2 separate regions of the Mus musculus genome follow, and region 2 is linked to region 1. The links are chromatin contacts, called in public promoter capture Hi-C maps. All regions are on one chromosome and are shown on one strand. Each heading gives the region's core, a stretch centred on a gene start, on an enhancer-like site or on the middle of the called end of the contact. The rest is flanking DNA. Distances are from core to core; before and after follow the strand shown.

The links. Promoter capture Hi-C pulls out the DNA fragments that hold promoters and counts their contacts.
Region 2: a promoter capture Hi-C map of hematopoietic stem and progenitor cells shows a contact between it and region 1, with 4 times the contacts expected there. The contact joins the enhancer-like site here to the promoter of Slamf7 in region 1. A contact is called at or near these places in 5 of 39 promoter capture datasets (the C10 cell line, the HPC-7 cell line, cranial neural crest and 2 more), 5 of 484 Hi-C or Micro-C datasets (the 63-12 cell line, CD4 T cells, Th1 cells and 2 more), 2 of 115 datasets of contacts at active chromatin or transcription factors (large pre-B cells and memory CD8 T cells) and 2 of 9 other capture datasets (adipose tissue and liver).

What each region holds. Positions count from the first base shown.
Region 1 is chr1:171,648,391-171,654,550 of GRCm38.p6, forward strand. Slamf7 (SLAM family member 7) reads right to left here and starts at 4,647. Exons shown (of 8, transcript NM_144539.5): 1 at 4,267-4,647; 2 at 483-609. The coding sequence starts at 537.
Region 2 is chr1:171,989,941-171,996,663 of GRCm38.p6, forward strand. No RefSeq gene overlaps it. Among named protein-coding and RNA genes, the nearest start is that of Vangl2, 34 kb to the right of the region's middle. Within about 2 kb of position 5,246, at least 31 of the 459 cell types and tissues checked have an H3K27ac peak or open chromatin away from gene starts, as enhancers often do. A contact at or near this core is called in hematopoietic stem and progenitor cells, where this site is marked.

The DNA.
Region 1 (6,160 bases), core at 3,397-5,896:
ATGTCCCCCAGTCTTTTATCGGAGTAAACATAAAGTACCCATAATAAATTAGTTTTCTAAATAGAGGCAGATTGAGATGCTTGGGTTAAGAGAATAAATTCAAATAGTTCCTTCCATCGACCTTATTCTTATACATAATCATCAAATCTATTCAGAGACACTTAATTAAAGTACGTCTATGAACAACACACAGGTGTATAACTTTACTACTAAATTTATCCTCAAAAGGAGGGAAAGCGAAAAGACAGAGAGACTCTGAAGTCCAGGGAAGCATTCACATTCTCCACTTAACTCACAACAGATCAGGATCAGAACACAGATCTCCTGAAACCCAGCCCAGAACCTCTCAGTCACTCCTTCCCTGAGTGGTCAGAAGAGACTTAGTTCCAAGAGCTGTCTCTTATCTTCTCCATCCAGGTATCGGTGATTAGTTAAAAGGATGAGGAAATCAGGAGAACCCGGTAAGGTATGGTTAGACTCACCTGTTAGCTGACAGAGGACAGAGGTAAAGATGATGTACGTTGAGAAACGAGCCATAGCGTTTTCAGGTCGTCAGTCAGTAAAGATGAACAGAAAGCACTCTGGTAGTCTTAGCTCTCTTGTCCTCAGCTGGGATTAAGTAGGAGGAGTCTTACTTGTTACAATGAGTCATCTCACGTTTTTATGTCACGGTAATAAGATTTCCAAAAGGAAGGAAAGAATGACTGCTAAGACTTTTACTTTCTATTACAGATGAAGAATCACACACACTTTGTAGGATTTTTTTTTTAAGCAGAAGCGGTTTGCCTTCTTTACTTTTTACCTGTTACTTCTAGACTCAGAAACAGGAAATAGGTTAGATGGGGGCAGGGAGGGCAGAAGGGAGAAAATAATATTTAATATGCTTTTCTAAATGCCAGGTGTTGTGCTGAGTGTATATATTTACATTGTTTTATTTATTCTTCACATGAACTCTATGAATGAAATTCTACTCTACATCCTATTTTCCAGTTGAGAACTTATAGCTTAGCGCCTGTGACAACAACATCTAAGGCTCCTTTTGGAGCTGGACAGATGGCTTAATGGTTAACAACACTTGTTAATGTTCCGGAGGACCTGAGTTCTGATCCCAGCACTGACATGGGGGGGATGCAGGGGCTCTGACACCTTCCTCTGCTCTCAGGGGGGCACTTGAGAACATGACACACTCACATACAGAGACATACATGTATATATAAATAACAATAAAAATAAATCTGAAGCAAGGTCTTCTAACCAAAAGAAACTCTTATGGGAATAAAAGGATAATTTATAGAGTGGGAGAAGATATTTGTAATGTTTACCTCCTAGGAGGGATATGAACACATATCTAAAGAAGTCCTCATACCAATAAAAATTAGGGAGATAAACCAGGACTGATGGATGGTCCATGACATTAATTTCAGTACTTGGGAGGCAGAGGGAGAAGGATCTGTGTGAGTTCGAGGCCAGCCTGATCTACATGGTCAATTTCAGACCAACCAGGACTATGTACTGAGACATTGTCTCCAAAACAATTTAGAAAGATAACTCAGTAGTCAAAAGACTCAAATACTTCATTAAGACTGGATCAAAAGGTTGATAGAGAAAAAAAACAAAAGAAATAATACAAATATGAATGCTTAAAAGCTCAACAGTGGCATTACTAGAAGTAAATTTAAAAAAAATCTAGTGTTTAAATAAAAGGAAAAATGTTAAAAACAAAAAGAATAATCAAACAGTAAATTGCGGACCTAAACCCAACTACACTGATGCTTACAGTAAGTAATCAAAAGGGAAGATTATTAAAAAGATTAAAAACAAAAACAACCCCCCCCCAAAAAAACAAGACCAAAGTATCTAGTTTACAAGAGCTACACCTTCAAGATCCAGGTGGGGCGCACAGGAAATCGAGAGGCTGGTGGGGGTGGGAGGAATGGGTGGCAGCTGACTGACAGGTGAGTGCAGTGATGCTCGCTGTGAATCCTGAGTGGATAAAGTCCAGCTCACTGGACTTCAGGAGAGAATCCTGGGAATGGAGTTGTAAAGGGAAGAACGGCAAATTCGAGCCCACATCCAGTTGTGCCGTAGAATGTGAACTTGGCTTACTTCTGCCCTTTTCCTTATGGTGTCTCAGGAGGCTGACCGGGGCACTAGGACACATGCCACAAAGGCGTTAGAGACCCGCTTCTATGGACATTCTGCCTCTTTTTCAGCATTCAGCAACCTCTATAATTACACCCCCTTTGCCATCCTCAGAGCTTTGAGATATATTGTCTTCATTTTTCACAATTTTTCACACGTTGGCAGGTGTTTTGTTTTGTTTTGTTTTGTTTTTGTATTGGGGCTGGATCATCTAAGTTAGGTTACTGGTTGAATTTTTTTTTTAAATTGGACTTTTCTTTTAAGAGGAATATTCAAAATGTTCAAAAGTGACGGGGTTGCACTAAGGTTGGGATTTTTGTTGTTGTTTGTTGTTTGTTTTTTGCTTTTCTGCTTGGCTGATGTTTGCAGTAGCATCAGGTTAGGCCCCCTCCTCCCCTGAAGAAGACTCTACCTGGGGAAAAAACATGACTGCTATCAAAGTGAAGACCCACAAGGAACGTATAGTAATGGCCATGTAACAAATGACCACCCTTTAATCGCTGCTCATTGTGAGGAGTAAACAAATATGAATAGATCAAATCACTAAGATAGGAATATCAATATCACTTGTGGGTAGGAATAGGAGGGACAAGAGCAGAGTGATTTGTGAGGGAACAATATGGACAGAGATGGGCATGGAGAACAAGGCAGTTTTGGCTAAGGGTAGAATGAAAGAGAGAGAGAGGTCAAGTAATACAATGAATCCTAGGTCTCAGAAGCCGAGGCCACGGAGACCCTGCAAACTGGGCTAACCTATGCTCGTTGGGAAGCCAATGGAAAGGAAATTGAGAATTAAAGAATAGAGAGAAGGAGGAGGGAAGAGAGTAAAACTGACAGTAAGTGCAAGAGAGAGCTCACAGTAGGACAGCACTGTCTGGTGAAGGGGGCATGGCTTGAGTGTGAATGAAGTCCAGCCCTTCTAGTCTCAAGTGTCTTGGTGGTCCTTCCTGCGGTCCCAAATGCCTGTTAACCCCTGAATGGTTCCTTGTGAGGCTGGGTCACACATGCTGGCCTCATCGTGGGAAGTGCCCCCTGGTGGGTCCTTTCCAGTTTTTGCTGGGTCACTTGGAACCTGGCTGGATCTTTGTCCCCCAAACTGCACAGGGTTCTGTCCAAGATTTCTTCCCTACAGTCTAAGGTATTTTGCTGATAGTCAGGTGGCGCTTGCTTCTATGTCCTAAAAATGAACTTTATGGCTGGTCTTAGACTCTCAAACTTCTGACTCAGTTGGAGTCTTTAGTTTTATTGGTATCTCTCTTTCTTCCCTCCCTTCGCCCCCCCCTTTTTTAATATCTCAATCACAAGTGTGATATGAAAGTAGAAGCTGGGAGACTGGGCTGGAATGGTCTAAATGGGGGTGGTGGGTATGGTGGTGGTGGTGGTGGAAGGGAGTGGCAGATGGGGGAAAACCAAAAGGAAAGATTGGAAACTTAGTATTTCATAAATGTATTTAAAATGTAATAATTAGAATTTAAACAAGGTTACCCTGTATGGGTGGCCAGAATTGAATGGAAATACCAATGTCAGGTGGACAACATCTTGCCAGTTGTCTGTCAGGGAGGTTCAGGGAGGCCCAGAGGCTCCCAAAACAGGACAGGCTATCACCACTGCTCTTGGTTGCCCACCAGAATTTGATGGTAAGACCCCATTGCTAAAGAGACCAAGCACATACTTTGGATACAGAACACAGAGAAATCAAGCTGGAACTGAACTGGAGGTCTCCTCCCTGCTGGCTAGCTTTCACAGCTCTGCAAGGCGCTATGCAGGCCGCTGGGGGAGAAGAGTCACGAATAGTCTTACCTTTGAAGGTACAATCCTGACCTACCTGACACCATGTCCCCATTGGTACCATAGTGGTGTGATTATGTCGGAATAGCCAGTTACTTTCTGATTGGATTTGAGGCCAGCCAGAAAGAACCCATGTTTGATACTATAAACTTAGTCCAGAACCTGTGGCTGGGTGCTTCAGGACCTCTCAGGGGGAACCCGTTACTGTTGCTTTGCTAAATGGACATACTGTTAAATTGCCTTCTAAGCACTCATGTTTATACCCACAAGTTAGCACTACTTTCAGCCTTGCTCAGAGATGCCACTGTGGGCAGTGGTTAGTTCAGAGACTCATACCTGGTCAAAGTCCGGAGAATCAGTGATGGAGTACTCAGCTTTAAGCAAGGCGTCTGTATCAGGGCTCAGGAAACACTGTGGAAGAAGGGGTGGAAAGAATGTAGGAGCTAGGAGACAAGGAGGTGTGCTGTGAAATGACATCTTCCCATCATGACACATTTCATGGTTTGCTGCAGAAGCTCTGCCAGGCTTGGGCCTTCAACATTTCATCATGGGTAGGAGTGAGGCTCATGGAGCCCTCCCCTCCCCAAGGGACTATTGGCAGTTAACGGTTTCTGGGGGAAGGAGTGTCGTGGTCTTTGATGTTGTTACCACCAACAAATAGCAGATGCTCTAATAACCGCCCACTAGTGCTCATGTAGGTAACCATAATTAGATTCTGTGGATCACACACACACACACACACACACACACGCCAAGCGATGTGAAGCCAGGTATGACTGTTAGGGAGCAGAGTCCAATCAGAGGAGGATGGATGGGAGAGTAACAGGTGTGAAAGTGACTAAAACTCACCATATTTGTGAGGAAACTGTCAACGAACAATCTCTTTAAAAAAAGAATAGAAAACAAAGATGCCCGTTACTGAGAGTATAGTGTAGGTTCTCCTGCTCTCTCGCTCTCTCTCTCTCTCTCTCTCTCTCTCTCTCTCTCTCTCTCTCTCTCTCCCTTCTCTCCTCTCTCTCTCTCTCTCTCCCTCCCTTCTCTCCTCTTTCTCTCCTCAAAGGCTCCATAAACCCTCCAGTCTATCTGGGACAGACTGGGATTTCCTCTGTTCAACTTTTATCAAAGTGGAGAGGTGTTTTTTGTTTTTTTGGTTTTTCGGTTTTTTTTTAACTATTTCCCACCTCTTCTGATGACTTTTACCAACTTTGCTCAGTGTATTTTCCAGAGATTCATCAGGTCACGCCTGTGTGTTATCTACCATCTTTCAAAAGCCTGCCTATATATCTTTCCAACATGGCTCATAGACAGTTATTTGTTCATCTTGACCTAGTTCAATTAAGAGCCAGAGGTGTATTTTTTTCTAAGTACATCCTATTAGCAAACATTTCCTTAGCAAAGCCAGGACAATAACCCACATCAGTGACAACAATTCCTGTCATACTATATCCTATCATAGACATTAATGAGTATTGCTTGCTTTTGTAACACATTATACAGATGTGGGCAATGATAGAAATAATAGTTATTAGAAAACATTGTAATTTTGATTCCTGAAATTCTTGCCAAACAGAATGGAGAGGTGGAAGAGCCTAATCATATAAATTGACCCAGAAGGGGTTTGGGTCACTCAGCTCATAGCTTTCCTTGTTCCTGTAAATGACCAGACCAAGATCTTTTGTGTAATATGGAGAGAATTATGAAAGGGAAAGAGGCCCAGATGAAGTCAAATTAGGTCACTGAAAAGTCCTGAGGTGTCCCCTAAGGATTCCGTGGACAGAGATTGAAAAAGAAAGAGTAAGAAAGGAAAACCTGGGGCTGGAGACATGGCTCATCGGTTAAGAGCACTGGCTGCTCTTCCAGAGGTCCTGAGTTCAATTCCCAGCAACCACATGGTGACTCACAACCATCTGTAATGAGTTCTGATGCTCTCTTCTGGTGCGGCTGAAGACAGCTATGGTGTACTCACATACATAAAATAAATAAATAAATCGAGAGAGAGCAGACAGAGAGAGAAGAGAGAGAGAGAGAGAGAGAGAGAGAGAGAGAGAGAGAGACCTGCCCTTGAGAACTAACCTCAAAACAGCAGTCCTGGCCAGCACTCTGTCTTCTCCGTAAGATCCTATTCTGTCGTATTCTCTTTCGTTCTTTGGCATGAATCTCTTACCCATAAAGAGTGAAACATTTCTAGACTAAGTCTTAAACTTAGCAATTTTGTTATCTCAGTAGCTTA
Region 2 (6,723 bases), core at 3,996-6,495, 340 kb after region 1:
ATAGGTGGAACAACATTATGAACTAACCAGTACCCCGGAGCTCTTGACTCTAGCTGCATATATATCAAAAGATGGCCTAGTCGGCCATCAATGCAAAGAGAGGCCCATTGGACACGCAAACTTTATATGCCCCAGTACAGGGGAACGCCAGGGCCAAAAAGTGGGAGTGGGTGGGTAGGGGAGTGGGGGGGAGGGTATGGGGGACTTTTGGGATAGCATTGGAAATGTAAATGAGGAAAATACCTAATAAGAAATATTAATAAATAAATAAATAAATACTAAAGGTCAGGAATGGTAATGCATGTCTTTAATCCCAGCACTGAAGAGACAGAGGCATAGTAGGTTTGGCCTGATGCTCTTTGTATTCTAATGTTAGTTTGGGTCCCCAAAATCGTTTGCACAAGAGAGTTCACATGTCAGACACTGAGGGAATCCTACCCCCAGTTAATTCTAATTGGTAAATAAAGATGCTGGCATCTGATGGCTGAGCAGAGCAGACAGAGGCAGGACCTTAGGATTCCTGTGCTTGGAACTGGAAGGAAAAAGTAGGAGGGAGATCTGAGATGCCCAAAGAGTATAGAGGAGCAGAGAGATGCCATGCATGAGAAGAGTGCAGGAGAGAAAGGCATGGCCACCACGTGAAGGAGCCAGGAGAGCGAGGCCCAGAGGGCTGCCCAACTGGGTCCAGGGCAGCCAAGATAGAATATAGGATTTAGTAATTAATAACTCAGGATTATCAGTGGAACGTAGATTAATCACATGGAGGTTAGACAATTAGACAGTGGCCCAGCTGTTGTGCTGACTAAAGTATATTAAAATATAAAGGTTGTGTGTGTGTGTGTCTTTCATTCAGGAACCTCGACCAGTGGGGCAGGTAGCATAAAACTGCCTGCCACTGAGATTTATTTAATATATTATTTCAACCCAGAGGCAGGGAGAACGCCTCTCTGAGTTCAAGGCCAGCCTGGCTAACCTACATAGTAAGTTCTAGGACAGCCAGGACTGTTGCACAGAGAGACTGAAAATATTAATTAATTGATTGATTAATTAATTAATTAATTTAAAAGGCTGAGCGTCTGCTTACTCTACTCTCACTTAATTCTGTTTTCATTTATGTAGTGGATCTTCCTTCAAAACATTTGTGGAAATCCACCTGACTCTGTATACAGTGGTTTGACTTAGCATGAATAATTAGTGCTTTATGTGATGATTCGGATAAGCCCTAGAAAGTGTGATCTAGCAAGAAAAAAACCTCTTAGAGGTTTATCTACTGTTGACTAACAATTATGACCCAGCCACAGACCCAACCTCAGTACCACAAGAAGCACTTTTTTGAGACATGGACTCACAGGGTCTCGTGTAGCCTAGGCTGACTTGGAATCATTGCGTCTTCCAAGGATAACCTTGAATTTCTGATTCTCCTACCTCCACCTCTTGAATGCCAGATTACAAGTGTGTGCCACCGAGCCTGGTTTTTACAGTGCTAGGCATCAAACCCAGAGTCTAAGTGTACTAGCTGAGTTTGTGTGTCAACTTGACACAGCTAGAATTATCAGAGAGAGTGGAGCCTCAGGTGAGAAAATGACTTCATGAGATCCAGCTGTTAGGCATTTCCTAAATTAGTGATCAATGGGGGAAAGCCCAGCCCATTGTGGAGAAAGCAGGCTGAGCAAGCCAGGGGAAACAAGCCAATAAGCAGCACCCCTCCAATGGCTTCTGCATCAGCTCCCGCCTCCAGATTCCTGTCCTGTGTGAGTTCCTGTCCTGACTTCCCTTGGTGATGAACAGCAATGTGGAAATGTAAACTGAATAAACTCTTCCATCCCCAACTTGCTTTTTGGTCATGGTGTTTCATCACAGCAATAGAAACCCTTACTAAGATACTAGGCAAGCACATTATTTATCTGTTAAATCCTAAATTCATTCTTGGATGTGATAATGAAAATAAATTTGAAAGACACCATCCCATTAGTTACTTGAGGGGATCTAAATGATGAACTCAGAGTAACAAGTTGTCACTGATGAGAAACCTGGAAAACATTAATGAACACTTTGCTTGGTCCACTTCAGGGAATCCCAGGGCTGTCTGCGCTATTATTTTGGTCTAATAATTACCCTGCAATGGATGAGGGCCACAGTGGTAGTTAAGGTTTTAACACGTAATTATTAAATAAAACACCACCCTGCCCAGCCCCCCTGTCTGTAATGCATCACTCCCTCATGGGCTTATGATGTTAAATTCTTATATGGTGAACTTGCTGAGGTTCCCAGGGAAAACCCTGCCCTTTGTTACAAGAACAAAGTCTTTCCTGAAGGAAGTCTGAGCCCTGTGCAGAATGGGAAGCCTTTTGCATCTCTTCACTGGAACTTAGTTTCAGGCTCCAGACTCCTGCATTCCTGTTGAAAACACTAACTTCATAAGTGAACAAAAGGACTGTGGCCTGATAGCCAAGGCAAAGGTTGCAAGCATTTCTCCTTAACATCTGATTCCTTACACCCGGGCATCAGCACAGGACCAAAACTACACTATCCTGGTGGCAAGAACACCTCACTCTAAAGTTCTAACTCTGAGAAATCTTTGAGCCACTTTTTCAGTCCAGTGACTTCATGATCACTTCTTAGCAACTCTTGCACAGTTTTATCAAGGAACGGAAAGGGAGAAGGTCTCTTTGACCAAAAAGGGTGGGGTTTCTTTGTTTGTTTTGTTCTTTAACACCTGTGCACATTCGTGTGTGTGTGTGTGAGTGTAAGTGTGCCCATACCAGAGAGCACAAATGCCATGACACACACGTGGTCAGAGAACAGTTCCAAGCATCCATCTTCACCTGCTAGCTTGATCTGCCATCTTGCTTACCTTGGTTAAGGCAGTCTCTTGTTTTTGTTTTTGTTTTTGTTTTTGTTTGGGGAACAGGGTTGTTTTGGTTTGGTTTTGGGGGTTTTGTTGTTGTTGTTGTTGTTGTTGAGACAGGGTTTCTCTGTGTAGGCCTGGCTGTCCTGGAACTTGCTTTGTAGACAAGGCTGACCTTACACTCACAGAGATCCACCTGCCTCTGCCTCCCAGGTTGTGGGATTAAAGGTGTGCACCACTATGACCCTGCAGCAGGCTCTCTTCCTGTTTTCCCACTGTGTATCTATAAACAGGCTAGCTGGTCCTGGAGCTCTTGGAGATCCTCCCTTCCTCTATAAATACAGATATCAGAGTGTGTCAAAGCATCTTATCTGGAATTCTCTAAACATAGTAGAAGCCTTAAATATCCTTTGTTCTATCGGAAGTGTTGACAAGAAGTTTCTGGCAGAAGATAACTCATACAGTATGCAAGCTGCTGCTTTAATTTCTTGCCATTTTCTTAAGATTTATTTTTAACTTAAAAGTGTGTGTGTGTGTGTGTGTGTGTGTGTGTGTGTGCTTGGATATGTGCGTGTGAGTGAGAACAGTGCCTATGGAAGCTAGAGGAAAATGTCAGATTCCCCTGTATCGGAGTTACAGGTGGTTGTGAGCTACTACACGTAGCTCAGATCCTCTGTAGGAGCAGGGAGTTTTCTTGATGAAGTATCAGCCTCATGGCTCTTGTTTGAATCATTATACCAAGAAGTCCACTGCTCTTCCATAAGTTCCACATGTAAGACCATCCCAGAATATATTATTTAAGTATCACAGAAATCATAATTTGATGTATATATGCAATTGTAGAACATGAGCAACAGTGACTTTACAGAAATATTATAACCATGAAGCTTACTTAGAATCAGTTTTGTTTATTTGTTGAGGCAGGGTCTTACTAAATAGACCAGGCTGGCCTGGAAGACAGGAGTGATCCTCCTGCCTCAACCTCTACAGCACTGAGATTACAGGTGTGCACCACCACACTCAGCAAACAATTTTGATCTTTTGCATCAAGTATTCTTTTTTTTTCGTTCTTTCTTTTTAAAATAGGGTAATGCTGAGTACTGAACGTGCAAAGAGCACCCACAACAAGTCAGACACAAGGAATTCCCCAAGAGGAACCTTCTTTTGTTTTTGTTTTTGTTTTTCAAGACAAAGTTTCATTCTGTGGCCCTGGCTGCCCTGGAACTCACTCTGTAGACAAGGCTGGCCTTGAACTCACAGAGCTCCAACTGCCTCTGCCTTTGCCTTCCAAGTGCTGGGTTTAAAAGCATGCACCGTCACTGTCCAATTTAAGTATTTTTTTCTTATTAAGGCATGTTTTGACCCCTTAAACTTCATGGGTACACAAGCTTTCTCTTAGGGCCTTGCTACTCCAGGTAGCCTGAGACCATCAGCTACATCTTCTAGCGCTGTGAACTGAATTATGTTCTCAGAATTTAGATGCTGAAGTCTCACCTAATTCCACCTAATTATTTGAGAAGAAATTAGGGTAATAAAGGGGTGTGAGAGAGAAGTCTCACTGTGAAATCATTTACCTGGTTAGAGATCAGAAACCTGGTATCTCTCTCCCTCTCCACCCCCAACGTGATGCCATCATAAGAGGAATGCTACCCCCAACCCAAGATTTTTCTCCAGATCCCAGCCACATAAACCTCAGATTTTAGCTCCTAGAACCATAAAATAATGAAATTCTGTTAAGTCATCCAATCTGTGGTACTTTGTCATGGCAGCCCAAGCTACTAAGGCACCAGACCCTCAAGATGTACACTCTTAGTCTGACAGTGGTGACATACTCCTTTAATCCCAGAGGCAGAGACAAGTGGATCACTGAGTTCGAGGCCAGCCTGGTCTACAGAGCAAGTTCCAAGACAGCTAAGGCTACACAGAGAAACCCAGGGCCTGTGCCAGACCTGCTGGATGAGACTCTGCATTTCTAGCAGGTGCTTGAATGATCTGCACACTTGTCATAGGCACAGTGACAGCTGAGCCAGCTCTACTTGCGGGGAGCTGTTTCAAGATAGAATAAACCACCTGAACTTTTCAATCTAAGAAAGAAAGACCCCTGGTGTCCAGTTGTTTAATATGCCCCAAATCAAGAGGCCTCAGATCTCATAGCAGCCCTGGCAAACAAAATCTGCAGGGTAAGTTGTATCTGCTTTCTCTCCAGTTCCACCCCATTGTTATGGGGGAAGGGACTGTGTTAGGAGATAAGCACAGAGCCAGAAGATAACAACCCCTCAAATGGAGTTAATCTAGACTGTAAAAACTCTAACCTAAAATTACATGCTAGGGTATCAGTGGGAACCAACATTAAGAGGAACGTGTAAGGAACAAACCCACCCTAACCGGTCTCCCCCACAGTGAAGGTCATGCAAATGTTTGGCATCTGTGGTAGCACAGGAGGCCCTCCCCTTCCTCTCAGATGTTTTGCATCACATTTCCACTTTTTTTTTTAAACTGAAATCTTAACAACTATACTAGTGCTTTTATTGTTCGATCTATGTTTAAAACTACATATGGCTGTACATGGTGTTTTACTTAGGGTTTTGTTTGTTTTACATATACAGACTTCATTTTTCTAAGTGTTGTGGTTTCTCAGGAAAGTGGAGTCTAATGCCCAGAGATTTTCCTCACGTTCCCCGTCCCCCCACCTACGCAGCCTCCCCCATGATCAGCATCCTGCATGGAGTGGAACATTGGTCACAACTGGCAAACCTACAATGACTCACAGCGTCAGAGTCCATAGCTGGCATTGCAGTTCAGTCTTGGTAAGCTACATTGCGGAGTTGAACAAATTACGATAATATCCACCACTATAGTAACGTACATAGACGTGCTGCCCTAAAAGCCTACCTTTCCAGTTTAAAGCACATATTTGTCCTGGCTAAGCCACAAATAGCACAGGCTAGTTGTGTCCTAAAGTGAGAACAAATAAACTATTAACTAGATTCAATTTGTTTTCTCAACCACAGATTCTCTTACAGGATACCGGTGTACAGGTAGCCTTTTGAGCGGTGGCTTCAAAATGGTTCACATTCTCACTGCTTGCTTCAGTCTGTCCCCTGGACCTCCTCTGGGGGACATTATAATAACTTAGGTGTCAACAGTAGGAGACAAAATAGCCACAATAGTATTTCTCATTTGTGCTAGCAAAAGCCCTGGGAGCTCCTAGGGAATAGAAGCCATGGTTTATATATCTCTGCATCCCAATGTCTAGCATAAAGAAACATCTTCCTGAAACTTACTGAGGTAAGAGAAACCTATGCCTTGCCCATGTTTCCTAAACCATCTAAGCCAGTACCTTTTCCCACTATTCCACCGATTCCATGTGTGACATTTGCTGTTCCAAGCTGCATATCTCTCTCTCTCTCTCTCTCTCTCTCTCTCTCTCTCTCTCTCTCTCTCTTTCTCTCCCTCCCTCCCTCCTTCCCTCCCTCCCTCCTTCTCTTTCCCTTCCCTCCCTCTCCCCCTCTTCCCTGCCTTTCTCTCCCTCCCTCCCTCCCTCCCTCCCTCCCTCCCTCCCTCCCTCCCTCTCTCCTTCCTACTACTTTACCATGCACTGACGCAATAGTTTTCCAAAAGCTGACTTTCTCCCATGCAACTTTCCCAGCAACTGGAAGAGCCTTCCCATCACTTGCTTAGACTAATAAAGAAAATCAGGAGCTATCTTATGTAGTTGACTTTCAGTTCTGTAGATTGAATTGTTCCTCTCCCCACCCCACAAAAAAAAAAATAAGCTAATAACAAATCACTGAGTGTAACATCGTGTCACCTCACCAAGAACCACAGCCTGCTATTTTTTTTTCAGCAACATTACAAAGCCAAAGGCTAGACAA